Linked DNA regions of Mus musculus: all the other regions are linked to region 4. Evidence: chromatin contacts called from public HiChIP or PLAC-seq and promoter capture Hi-C data. All regions are on one chromosome and are shown on one strand. The core of a region is the stretch at or near the end of the contact, and the rest is flanking DNA. Distances in the headings are between cores, read along the strand shown.

What was found. Promoter capture Hi-C pulls out the DNA fragments that hold promoters and counts their contacts. HiChIP or PLAC-seq counts read pairs in DNA pulled down with a chosen protein or histone mark.
Region 1: an H3K4me3 HiChIP or PLAC-seq map of stem cell-derived neural progenitor cells shows a contact between it and region 4, with 12 times the contacts expected there. The contact joins the enhancer-like site here to the promoter of Wapl in region 4. A contact is called at or near these places in 7 of 39 promoter capture datasets (the 3T3-L1 cell line, the HPC-7 cell line, cranial neural crest and 4 more) and 1 of 115 datasets of contacts at active chromatin or transcription factors (stem cell-derived neural progenitor cells).
Region 2: a contact with region 4 is called in an H3K27ac HiChIP or PLAC-seq map of embryonic stem cells, with 9 times the contacts expected there. The contact joins the enhancer-like site here to the promoter of Wapl in region 4. A contact is called at or near these places in 7 of 39 promoter capture datasets (the 3T3-L1 cell line, the HPC-7 cell line, cranial neural crest and 3 more), 10 of 115 datasets of contacts at active chromatin or transcription factors (astrocytes, cardiomyocytes, differentiating embryonic stem cells and 4 more) and 1 of 9 other capture datasets (embryonic stem cells).
Region 3: a promoter capture Hi-C map of pre-B cells shows a contact between it and region 4. The contact joins the enhancer-like site here to the promoter of Wapl in region 4. A contact is called at or near these places in 6 of 39 promoter capture datasets (the 3T3-L1 cell line, cranial neural crest, hippocampal neurons and 3 more) and 3 of 115 datasets of contacts at active chromatin or transcription factors (embryonic forebrain, large pre-B cells and neural tube).

The regions. Positions count from the first base shown.
Region 1 is chr14:36,891,877-36,894,690 of GRCm38.p6, reverse strand. The region is part of intron 9 of Ccser2 (coiled-coil serine rich 2); the gene reads left to right. Among named protein-coding and RNA genes, the nearest start is that of Ccser2, 75 kb to the left of the region's middle. Within about 2 kb of position 1,525, at least 68 of the 459 cell types and tissues checked have an H3K27ac peak or open chromatin away from gene starts, as enhancers often do. A contact at or near this core is called in liver, stem cell-derived epiblast-like cells and stem cell-derived neural progenitor cells, where this site is marked.
Region 2 is chr14:36,910,503-36,913,594 of GRCm38.p6, reverse strand. The region is part of intron 5 of Ccser2 (coiled-coil serine rich 2); the gene reads left to right. Among named protein-coding and RNA genes, the nearest start is that of Ccser2, 57 kb to the left of the region's middle. Within about 2 kb of position 1,719, at least 34 of the 459 cell types and tissues checked have an H3K27ac peak or open chromatin away from gene starts, as enhancers often do. A contact at or near this core is called in the HPC-7 cell line, cardiomyocytes, embryonic stem cells and 1 more, where this site is marked.
Region 3 is chr14:36,867,584-36,870,373 of GRCm38.p6, reverse strand. No RefSeq gene overlaps it. Among named protein-coding and RNA genes, the nearest start is that of Ccser2, 100 kb to the left of the region's middle. Within about 2 kb of position 1,388, at least 39 of the 459 cell types and tissues checked have an H3K27ac peak or open chromatin away from gene starts, as enhancers often do. A contact at or near this core is called in pre-B cells, where this site is marked.
Region 4 is chr14:34,672,536-34,675,731 of GRCm38.p6, reverse strand. It overlaps Wapl (WAPL cohesin release factor), which reads right to left and starts at 1,804. Exons shown (of 19, transcript NM_001004436.4): 1 at 1,372-1,804. It overlaps 5830448L01Rik (RIKEN cDNA 5830448L01 gene), which reads left to right and starts at 1,064. Exons shown (of 1, transcript NR_165636.1): 1 at 1,064-2,761.

The DNA.
Region 1 (2,814 bases), core at 276-2,775, 2.2 Mb before region 4:
GACAATACTATAATTTAGCACCCCCAACCAGTGGTCCATAGTCCCGCATCCACAAAGCACATGGAAGAACCTTGCCAGAGGGGAGGTTTTGAAAATTAGAATGGGAGGATTGCACCATTCTTAACTACAGAACAGCTGGTAAAGGCAAGGTTGCTGGGGTGGGGTGGGGTGGGTGGGTGTGGCTACAGTAAGTGCACAGTTAAGCTGGAACACCCACGAGTCCTAAGGGAAAATAGAAAGTTAGTGTGAAAGCTCATGTGTGTACAGTCAGAAAGTCTAATCTAGGAATTACTGTACTTTCACTGGGGTTCATTCAGTGAATAAATAAATGCATGTTCATTACTTCAATAATAGTTACGTATCTAGTTAATAATAAGTTTACTGTGTGATCTTTTCCCCCTGTTTATTGGTCTTCCTTTGAAATACATAATTTTGGAAACAGTTACTATAATTATAGTGAGTTTCTTTTCACTCAAAAAGTATACCTTGCTCCAGATGTTCTTTTTTTTTATTTATTTATATGAGCACACTGTCACTATCTTCAGACACACCAAAAGAGGGCATCAGATCCCATTACAGATGGTTGTGAGCCACCGTGTGGTTGCTAGGAATTGAACTCAGGACCTCTGGAAGAGCAGTCAGTGCTCTTAACCGCTAAAAAGGTTAAGAGCACTCCAATCTCTTAGATGATCTTTTAAAAGTAGGAGTTCAGCGTATTTAGGCAAGGTTTAGGTGATACAAATGTGGGGGTGCAGTGTGGTTCTTGTTTGTAAACTTTAGGGTTTTTTTTTTTAAGGCAGAAATTTTAGAAATGAAAAGGCTATTTAAGTATCATTTTAGTGTGAGTTGGTTTTTTTTTTAATCTGCCTAGCCCTTTGAGAAGATTGCAGATAATAATCTCTCATCTTCACATTTTCTCATTACATCTTGAGACAGCTTAGTCATTCACTTGATGTACTTGTGAGAATTCTCTTGAGCATTATGTAAACATGAAGGAAGAAATCTTCCTGAAGTGAAGGATGGAAAGGGTTGATGGCTGAGAGGTTTACTGACTAGGGTTTGTCAGAAGCCATGTAGGAGAAGGAAGGAAATGTGAAAGGCAATAAGAGACAGATGACTGCCTGAGAAGATGGCTAAGGGTGTCGGCCGGGTGGCAGAAAAGCAAGCACTTTGAAGCCAACATGAATCTCCGCTCGAGATTTGAGTGAGTGGGCATGGTATCCCCTTATGGCTACAACACACAAGAAATACTAAACAAGGCAGTAGAGCCAAGGGAAAAGAAAAAGAGCATATACATACGTGTATGCATATTACTTTGTGCCAAGCTCTGTTCCACTGAGTATAGAAAAAGACAAGGCCCCAACTCACAGTAAAATTGCTTGTTTACTGTGACCAACAGTTTGTCTAGATGCTGGTAAATTCCCTGTACTCAAGGAAGCTTATGCTGAGAAGCACTTGCATGGCTCAGGAATGCTGTGGGAGGCTGCTGCTCTGAGAAACCAAAGGTCATCTTACTTTGTTTTTCTTTTTGTTTGAGACATGGTTTCACTCTTTAGCCCTGGCTGCCTGGAATTCCCTGTGAATACTAGGCTGGCCTTGAACCCAGCAGAGTCTCAAGTGCCTGTGTTTCCTGAGTGTGGAGATTAAATCACCAACAAGCCCAGTTGAAGGTTCATTTTAAATATATAAAGTTACAGATCTAGCTGTGGTTGGTGCAGTCCTGTTGACGCCAGCACTTGTAGGCTGATGTAACAGGATAGCCACAAGTCCAAAGCAAGTCTGTGCTTTATAGCGGACCTTGTTGCTTTTCTCAGAGGTAGTCTTTACTGATCTTGTACTAGCCCACTCTTAAGAACAGCATTATTTAACATTGAATTCCAATAATAATTAAACAAAAAGACAGCATGAATTTGAGAAGGAGTGGGGGCATATAGGAAAAGTTAGGAAAAGGGAAGTGATGTGATTATATTTCATTAGAAAATTATGAAATAAATTATTCGCATGAAAAAACATAGGACAAGAATGAAATTTTATTACCCTGTGTACTTCCAGTATTGTTTTAAAACTGTTTAAGCTTAATATTTAGATATAGGAAGTCAGTTTGCACATTAAATTCAAAATTATCCGGATGTATTCTAAGTTACCAGTCAGTCATTTGTTTGAGCACCTTAACGTAAATAATTACACAAATTAATCCTCAGTCTCCATCAGACAGCAAAGAAGGTCTAAAGAATCTGTGTCCTGTCACACAATCAGCTGCCCTGGGTTACTATTAAAACAAGTGTGGGAAGAATATGTAGACTGTCATGTCCTATGGAAAGGCTTGTGCCAGTTAAAACTGTTCACAGTTGTACCTAATTCTACTTCTCTCCACTGGTTTAATAATTGAGTATTGCATATGAGAGAGTTAAGGGAAAATGATCTGGCATATATTTCAAAATGTTCTGTTGGAGTAATTTCTAACATATAATAATCTTAATTCATAACCTTGCATATAGGAGAGACATATACAACATCAATTCAAGAGTGGAATAATATGTGTTGTCATTTTCCTGCTTGTGCAGTAGACTCATGATGTCAAGGTTTCCCAGTATATTTTTATAAAATCTGAAGCCTACCACCGATGCATCCCAAAAGGCATGGGTTTTTAAACATTAATATTTATAATTTTACTAGCAAGAAACTTATTTCCTTTTTCTTAGGCCTGGGAGATAGGATGACAGAGTAACTGAAACAACAGTATATCTCACAGATTTCTCTTTTGAGTAATCTCCCATGTGATTTTCTTTTGAGACCAATGGTTTCCTGATTTGG
Region 2 (3,092 bases), core at 470-2,969, 2.2 Mb before region 4:
TTCCACCACTGCACTGACCTGCTCCTTCCTCTTCCTGTTGTCTGTCACATTAAGTCTTAACTGAATCTCATTCTTTCTTGTCATAAAAAGTTTGAAAAAGAAATACTCAAATAAATCAGCTTTCCCCTCTCCAGGATTTGTTGTTGCTATGGCCTGTTGCCCCTTTCTGTCCCTGCCCTCAGTGAATGAGAGTTCTTGGTGGTCCACACTCTTACCAGCGTTAGGTGTTGTGCTTTGGACATTGATTATTGGTGTGCAGTGGTGCCTTGTTTTAATCCACAGTTCTCAAAGATATACAATGCTGAACATTTTTTTCAGATGCTTATTTTCCATTTATATCTCGTCTTTGCTAAAGGTGCCCAGATCTTTGCCAAGTTTTTAAATTGAGTTATCCTTATATTGTTGAATTTTAATAGTTCTTTGTATATTTGAGATATTAGTCCTGAATCAGATACATGTATGGGAAATATTTTCTTCCAGTCTGTGAGTTATCTAATTTCTTAAATGGTGTTCTCACTTTTAAAGTTTGCTGATGACGTTTAGAAATAAGGTTTCAATTGACCTGTTTTCTTTATTGGACTGCATGGCTATGTGTGTGCATACATGTGTGTACTGCGTCTGAAAATGCATCTGCAAGCCAAGAGACGCCAGGTTTGCTTTCCTGGTACATAGGAAGTTTATACTTGTGCATTTTATTTCCAGGTCTGTTGTTAATTTTTGAGGTTACTTCTTTTCGTGTAGATATCTGTTGCTTGGTTAAAAGGCCATGCAATATTAAATTGCCTTCATTGCTTTTTCAAAGAGGAGGCGAATGTGTTTGTGTATCCATTTTTAGAATGCTGCCTTCTTGTATTGTTTTTGTGTGTTGGGTCTCTAAATTCCATCCTATCTTTATTATTAGTTTCAGATAGAAAGTCCCTAAGGGGGTGAGTGTCAGTTTTGGCTGATCTTTTTCTAACTCGTCAAATCAATTCAGTGATTCTACAAGATACCAATCCTAGAGTCTTGATTAGGATTGTGCCAGATATAGCATTTAAAGAATTAAATAATCACCATAAAGCATGTCTATTCAACTTCTACATGAAAGTTTTTAATGGTTAGAAAAATGCTAAAGATTAATTTCGAAATAAAACTTGTGACTTAGAAAATAGAGAAGAGCGAGCCTCTCTTGCATCCCCAAGCTTGTGCTCACAGAGACTCTGCACTGCCAGTGTACGAGTGCGTCCTCATGTAGAGCCATTTGGAAGTGGGGAAGGATTAAGAAGCTAAGTTACAGATAGAGGGTGTAATTTGGGAAGATGCCTCTACAATTATAATTAATTAGTAATGCAATTGCTTTATTATTTAGGCTGGTGGGTTAATGTCAAGTGCTACTTCAAATTCCCCTTTCCTCCCCATCCTCTTCTTTCTTGTTTCCTTCTCCTTCTTTTCTTCCTCCTTTCTTTTCCTCCTTTTTCTCCTCCTCCTTTTTTCCCTTCTCCTTATTCCTCTTCCTCCTTTTAAAAAATCACGCAGTTTATGAGTTATAACAGCTTCTGAGTTAGTGCTGCTGGCATGAGCATGGGCAGGAAGCTGTCCATTAGAACTTACCCTCAGCCAGACCCCTAACCTCCCCCGCAGCCAGCAAATACAATAGCTCTTTAGCTAGGGGTGGAGCCTCATGAACTGTAATCCTGACGTGTTTGATTTTGTGCAGGTCGTGTGCAGCTAACCGTAGCTCCTGTGAAGTCATGAGTGCCAGTGCCATGCCATGTCCACAGGACAGACTTTCTCAGCACTCTTGTCCGTCCCCAGCTCTTGCATCCACCTCTCCTCCTTTCTGTAGGATTTCTGAGCCTTTGTGTGTCCCATTTAGGGCTGAGCACTCAGCAACCACTTATTCTCAACACTGTGGCCAGTTGGGAATCTCTACTCACAACTGCCTGCTACTCACTGCAGTAAGACGTTTCTCTGACCAAGGTTGAGAGCACCATTAAATTTATTGGTATTAATAGATACATAGACGATAGTGTGACACCTTGTACATTTGGCAAAACAATAGTAATAGTCCCATCCTATGACTTCTACAGCCATGGGCTTTTGACCAGATTTCTTATACCAGACATGAATTCTTTCCTGTGGAACAGGCCTTGATTCCAATTAGAAGACGGTTAGCCACTCTGTAACTGTCATGACTATTAATGGCCACCTCATTCTGACATGTCAGTATTTTGGGGTTAGCAGCGTATCTAGTCAGCAGAGAAGAAGTTTCAAGGTCAGTTCCAGCTTGATTTTTCTGTCCTGCAACCAGAGTGTGCTGTGTCTTCAGCAGTGGGACTTGACATCTAGTGTTAGTATGGACACAAAATGATGAGTAATATTCTGTATTGGTTTGAGAGCTTCTGCAGCTTCCCTGAATCACAGGGAAGTCTCATGCCTGTCTCTGAGATTTATATTTAATAACCCACTTCTTTTTAAGGAAGCATTTTAACTACCCACACAAGGCACCTCCATTTAAACACACACACAGGTACCTCCATTTAAACACAGACACAGACACACACACACAAGGCATCTCCATTTAAACACACACACACACACACACTACCCACACAAGGCACCTCCATTTAAACACACACACACACACAGGTACCTCCATTTAAACACAGACACAGACACAGACACACACACACAAGGCATCTCCATTTAAACACACACACACACACACACTACCCACACAAGGCACCTCTATTTAAACACACACACACACACACACACACACACACACACACACACACACAGGTACCTCCATTTAAACACACACACACACACACACACACACACAATGCACCTCCATTTAAACACACACACACACACACACACACAAGGCACCTCCATTTAAACACACACACACACACACACACACACACACCCTACCCACACAAGGCATCTCCATTTAAACACACACACACAAACACACACACAGGTACCTCCATTTAAACACAGACACACACACACAGACACACACACACACAAGGCACCTCCATTTAAACACACACACACACACTACCCACACAAGGCACCTTCATTTAAACACACACAGACACATACAC
Region 3 (2,790 bases), core at 139-2,638, 2.2 Mb before region 4:
ACGCATTCTGTCCTTTCAGGCATGAAGGTGAAGCTAATATAGTGACAACCGGGACCTTATAGCAAACAGCCATCTAGCAACAGAACCCAGGAATCACTACTCAGAGTACATCTACATCCCTGGCACACCTATTTGGAAATGTGTGATAAGTAAGGACGTTTAACATGGAGAACCCAGAGAGGGACATGCCTAGCTTATATGTGCCAAGGGAACAAATGAGCCACGTTTGAAAAGGACAACTAATAGTTGAACTATCTCTGACACAGCACTGTCAACTTCGATAGTCTGGGTGAAACAAGGAGTGAATACATGAAGCTGTAGTCCTAGTTCTGATGTCAGGAAGACAGGCCCTTACCTGGGTCACCGCAGAAATGACTCACAATGCAATCCTATCACAGGAAGTTATAAACAGCTTTAATTCCATTAGTATTTCCTGTGTGGGCATATACAATGTGTTTGTCCATTCACCAATTGGAAGATATTTACTTATTTTTCATTTAGGGGTATTATGAATAGAGACCCCCAATAGCATCTGGGGTTAGACCTTCATATGGATGTATTTTTCTTTCTCTTGGGAATACACCTATGAATGGAAGTGCTGGGGTGTGAGATACATTTATGTTTACTCTCTCAAGAAGCTGCCAAGCTATTTTCAAGGGGCCCGCAGAATTCCATGTTATTACAGGCAGTGTTTGGTGGTCCTCTTCCCTGCTGTCTTTGCCAGCCTTTGTCACGGGGCTTTTCTAGTGTATCCAGGTCAGTGGCTGCGAATCAATGCCTAGTAGTGCTTTTGTATTTGCCTTTTCCTAAGACCTAATGGGTTATTTTTCTGTGTTGTCACTAGCTATTCATTTATGGGTGTTTGGTGGCAGGTCTAGCGACATCTTTGTGCTTTTTCTTATGGGCATTCTTTGTATTGCCGAAGTGTGAAGTTGCACTCTGTGTTCTAGATACAAGCTGCTTAATGGATATGGGTTTGGGAAGTTATTTTCTCTCAGATGGTTGCTTATCTTCACATCTTAGGGAGCACAGCACAGATGTTTACATCTTGATAAAGCCAAATGTAACATTCTTTAAATTTACTTCATTGTTCTTTTGGTGTCAAACCCGAATCCTTGCCAAACGCAAGATCTCAAAGATAATCTTCTGGGACATCTTGCAGCAGTTATGCTACTGAATTCCTGCACCGACCCCCGTGGTGCGAAACCCAGCTGGTTTTGGTACCAAGTATGCAGCAAAGGCTTGCATTCATCTGCGTGGGACATCAGTTTCCAGTTCTCAAAAGCACTAGTGTTGTCACCTTTCCTGAGAATCAACTGAGTGTAAAGAGAAGAATTTGTTTTCTACAGAGAGACATCCGCCCTAAGGTTCTCTGTGGGTTCTTGTGCCCGTGTGCACTGTTCATAACAGTAAGTCGTTATGAAAGAAGGAAGTACTCCCTCGTCAGTCAGTACTATTTAGGCCGTTCACCGTTACAGTTCTGTGTAAATTTAGGGATCATTGGTCAAGTTCTTCAAAAGCACACGATCTCAGTGGGGAGAGCAGAGGTCTTCTGGTGTTGGGTTGACCATCACCTTAACCGTCTGCCTCTCCCTGTCTACAAACACGCGCCGCTCCTTCAGTTATTTCTGTCTCATAATTGTCAGGATACCTTATGTTTATTTCCCAGTACATTATCCTTTTTATGCCATTGCACGTGAAGTTTTATTGCTGTTTTCTTTCTTGTAGATTTTGTTCAGCCCTTGTATAAAGAGAGGCAATTGATTGTTGTATATGGATCTCGGACTGGGGTTGTGCTGTTATCAGTTTCAATAGTGCTATTTGTGGGCCTCAAGAGCTGGTCTGTGTACAGGACCGTATCTGTAGGTAATAGTGGTGCCTTCTCTTCCTAGTGGCTACTGCCTTGTCACCTCGTTTAATCATGCATGATTGTACAAACTGTTTTTCTCCTGGGGGTGAGTCTGCTAAAGCTAGACACCTTGGGAGACCCACTGACTCACTGGGGCCACAGAGCTTTGCCTAGAAAAATGCCTGTTGTTTCTGAAAGCAGCTTTCTACTTTAGGGATGGGATAGGCAAAGCTCCAGCTTGCTTCCAGGGTGGTCACAGGGATCCAGGGTGACAGGATGAGGTGTCCAGACCACTTGTGGGACCCCATTTCTGGGAACCTTTACACATGGAATGTCTTGGGCCTATCTTCTTTTCCCAAACACATATTACAGCAGGAGCCAGCACTGGGCCCTAAACAGTGCCCAGAAACCCTTTAATAAAATTTCTCTATGTCTCATTTGTGAGGGAAACACTGGCACTCTTAGAAATTCAGCCAGAGCATTTGGGAGGCTCAGCTCTCGGACTTCCATGCTCTCTGTGGTTTATATAAATGCTCTTACAAAAGAGTTCAGGATCTGATATCTGGCTTAAAACACACACACACACACACACACACACACACACACACACACACACACACGAGAGACCATTAAGAGATGGAGAATGGGTATGGGTATTTGTTTTGGGGACTTGCTTTAGAAAAGAATTAAACTACTTTTAGTGGCAAGAATTAGCCTGAGGGAAATGGGATTTAAAGAAAGAATATTCTGTATAATTTTAATATCATTCTCCAGCTGTGAACTTCTTTTGGTGCAATATAAATTAAAGAGTGAAATTGAGAACGGAAAAAAAAAAAAAGACTGAGTTTCAAAGGCACCCTGGTCCTTGGGGACTGTAATTGTCATGGTACAAAGCTAGCAGTCCTGTGGGCACAGACTGCAAAGGAAAAAACCACTGGTAT
Region 4 (3,196 bases), core at 555-3,054:
CTAACAAGCTTCATTGTCTTTCTTGTTAAGTATAGCCTATTAAACAAAACCAAGTGTAATTGGGCAGCTGCCAAAGGCAAGAAAAGTCATTTCTTTAAGCTGACTACAGACACGCAGACCTACACACATATATACATTCCAACAAAGTTGGAATGTTTTGGGCACACATACATGGCAATCATCTAAAAATGCTGACTAAAGCCAAAAAAAAAAAAAAATCTAGACTTGATCTTCTTTATGACATCTGAAAAACTCACCGTAAAAAACAGTAAAGCATTCACTGTGCAAGATTAAGATCTGCAAATGAATATATGATACTGAGCTAAGTAATAAGACAACTGTATTTTTAAAAGATCACGTCTCAGAAATATTCGCTGATGTATTAACATCATTAAATATTGATGAAATATCAGTGATTTTTTTAATATTAAGGAATGGGGAGCGTACTGATTAGAAAATATGGTTGAGTTATTATGTACAGAATCCAGGAGATATGAGTACAAGAGTTACGTGATTGCTTTTACTGTTTTCCATAACGTCCATTTTAAAAAGTCAGCAGACTACTGCGATGGCATTATCTAAGCTTAACATATGTACAAATTCAGCATATATATTTGGCATGACGTTTTACGCACATTTCAGACACACTATCTTGTTCTGGCTTCAAATTTCACCAACAGTCCTAACTAAAAAGGAAAAGAAGGTTCACAACTGATTGTTTTCGATTTGGGAGGCCTTCGCTTCATCCCAAAGCCCAGCTGACTTTTGATGGAAGTGCACTGCGATTTAAATTAGGGAAAGGGTATACAAAACAACCAACCAACCTCCTTACACTGAAGCTGTAAAGAAACCTAGCCACTTCCAGGAAAGACACCCAAGGTAATGCATTAGGGGGGCTTCAATAAAGAGAGGAGAGTGGAATGGGCAAACAGAAACCCTCACCTGAGGCTGCGAGTGCGCCCGGAGGCTGGAGCCGAGACACCCCTCGGGCTGGACACTCACGCAACTTTTCTCCTCCCAACCCCCACAGCCTAGGAAAGGGATGTCGCTTCGGACGCCCCGGAAGCTTCTGCTACCGAGTCCCCGAAGCAAGGCCTCTCGGTGACGGCTAGAGGCGGAGGAGACGACGGGGAAAAAGAATTCGGGACTCAAATCAACCGGACCGGGTTTGGAAAAGAGAAGTCAAATCAAGTAGCCGGAGAAGAACTCAAAAGGCAAAATTAAGAGGTGGGAAGGGAAAGAGTTTCTTGCGATCCTCCGGTGCCCAACTTCCTTAGAAGCCAGGTGAGCAACGAGCCTCGCGCCGCCCCTGCCGCCTCCACCCGCCCCAACTCACTCCGGGCCTAGGCAGCCGCCCGAGACCTCACTTACCCTCGGCGCCTGGCGGGTGCTTTGGCCTCGGGCCGCCTCCGCCTCTCCGGCTCCCAACGGCCCGCGGGCGGGCGCGGGAGCCCCGCGCGAGAGACCAGTGCCGACCGGTGCCACCGAGAGGGGCGAGGGGCTCTGCTGCCGTCACAGTCCGCGGCTCCGCTTCGGTAAATAGGAAGCTCGGGCGACAGGGGGGGTGGGGGGTGAGCGGCGGCCCCGCAACTTCCCTCCCCACCTCAGGCGCGCCGGCCGGACAGGGCCTAGGCCTCCCTGGCGGCCGCCGCCGGTGCCGAGCCCGCTACGTGCCCCCGCTGGGCCGCCGCCGCCTTCTGCGCCGCCGCCTCCGCCGGTGAATGGTCAGCGCTGGAGTTTGAACAGGGCCCTGAACCATCTCAACGCCATTTGCGCTCCCGGCCCCCCACCTCCTTCCTCCAACAGCCGCTCGCTCCGTCACTCCGCTTCCCACAGGCCCCGCGCGGCCGCCCGACTCCGCAGCCAATCGTACGGCCTCTTACTCAAACCGCCGCGCAGGCGCCGCGCCCCGCACGCGCCGGCTACCACCATTGGTCGGACCGCGTGGCCCGACGGGAGTTGTAGTTCTCTCTTCCGCAAGGTCCTGGTGTCTAAAGCCCGGTTCCGGAGCTGGCGAACGGTATAGGTTCTGGCTAAGGGCCTGCTGGACTTCACCGACTCCGGAGCCAGTCCCAGTTCCTAGCCACGCGACGAGACGCAGGTGCAGCGCGGGAAGGCTCGCGGCACAGTGCAGGCAGCTGTGTCAATCGTTTCCCCTCCAGGGACCCTCCGGTGTCTAGGGACAGAGACTTGTGCAGCTGCGCCGAGCCTGCTGGGCCACCGCCCGGACCTTGGAGGCGGGGAACTTGGGGCCGCCTTTGACCTGGTCTGACGGTGCGAGAGAGCCAACGCAGGTAAACGAGCAGCGAAACCTGGAGCAGTCGGGTGCTGGTCTCCTCGCAGCCGGGATCCGCTTCAGCCGGCCACTTCATCCTCTCTCTCCTTTCTTGTTCAGTCCCCACTACGGAGTTCTGTCCCCTACCTGTTAGCAATGACACCCCACACCCCCACCCCACCCCCGCTCCCCGAGTATTTTATGTTACTAAGGAATTATCGTCATCCTTATCGAACGTGCTTACGGTAATGTGGCTTTAAATTTAAAACACACACACACACACACACACACACTAAAGTGTTGATAGGTAAAATGATCCAATACGTTTATTTTGTTTTAGACTAAGCCTCTGGAAACTGGGAAAGAAGGGAATAAATTAACTGAGGATGTCCTTCGATGTTGGAGCTGTGGGATATGTACACATATGCTATCATACCAGTATTTATGTCTCAAATTGTTCATAATAAAGTTTTGGTTTGGGGGGGACGGATTGTTTGTTTTGGTTTGGGTTTTCAACTAACTAGTCCCGGACAAGAAGGTAGTGAATGATGGACGGAGTATTTTTAAGTTTTCTTCTGCAGAGACTTTTTTTCATGTCAGTGAATCACCTGGTTGAGAAACTTGGAGAGGTTTTATTTTAAACCTTCAATGAGAAAATAGCTTTCTAAAACAGTTTCCCTTAGGAGAAGTGAGTGGTCAGTCATTGGCCTTGCAGCTAATGGAGACTCATCTGAGAAATTAGAAAACTACTAATTGCTTTTAGTGAAAAGACAACCTCTTCTGCCAGATTTGCTTTTAAAGACTCCTCAAATTTCAAGCTCCCTCCACTGTAGTCAATGGATTTTTCCAACAAAGCTAAAAAGGAAAAATAAAAACTTCTGACTGAGAGGATAAGTTAATAGTAGAGTTTTTCTCCAGCAT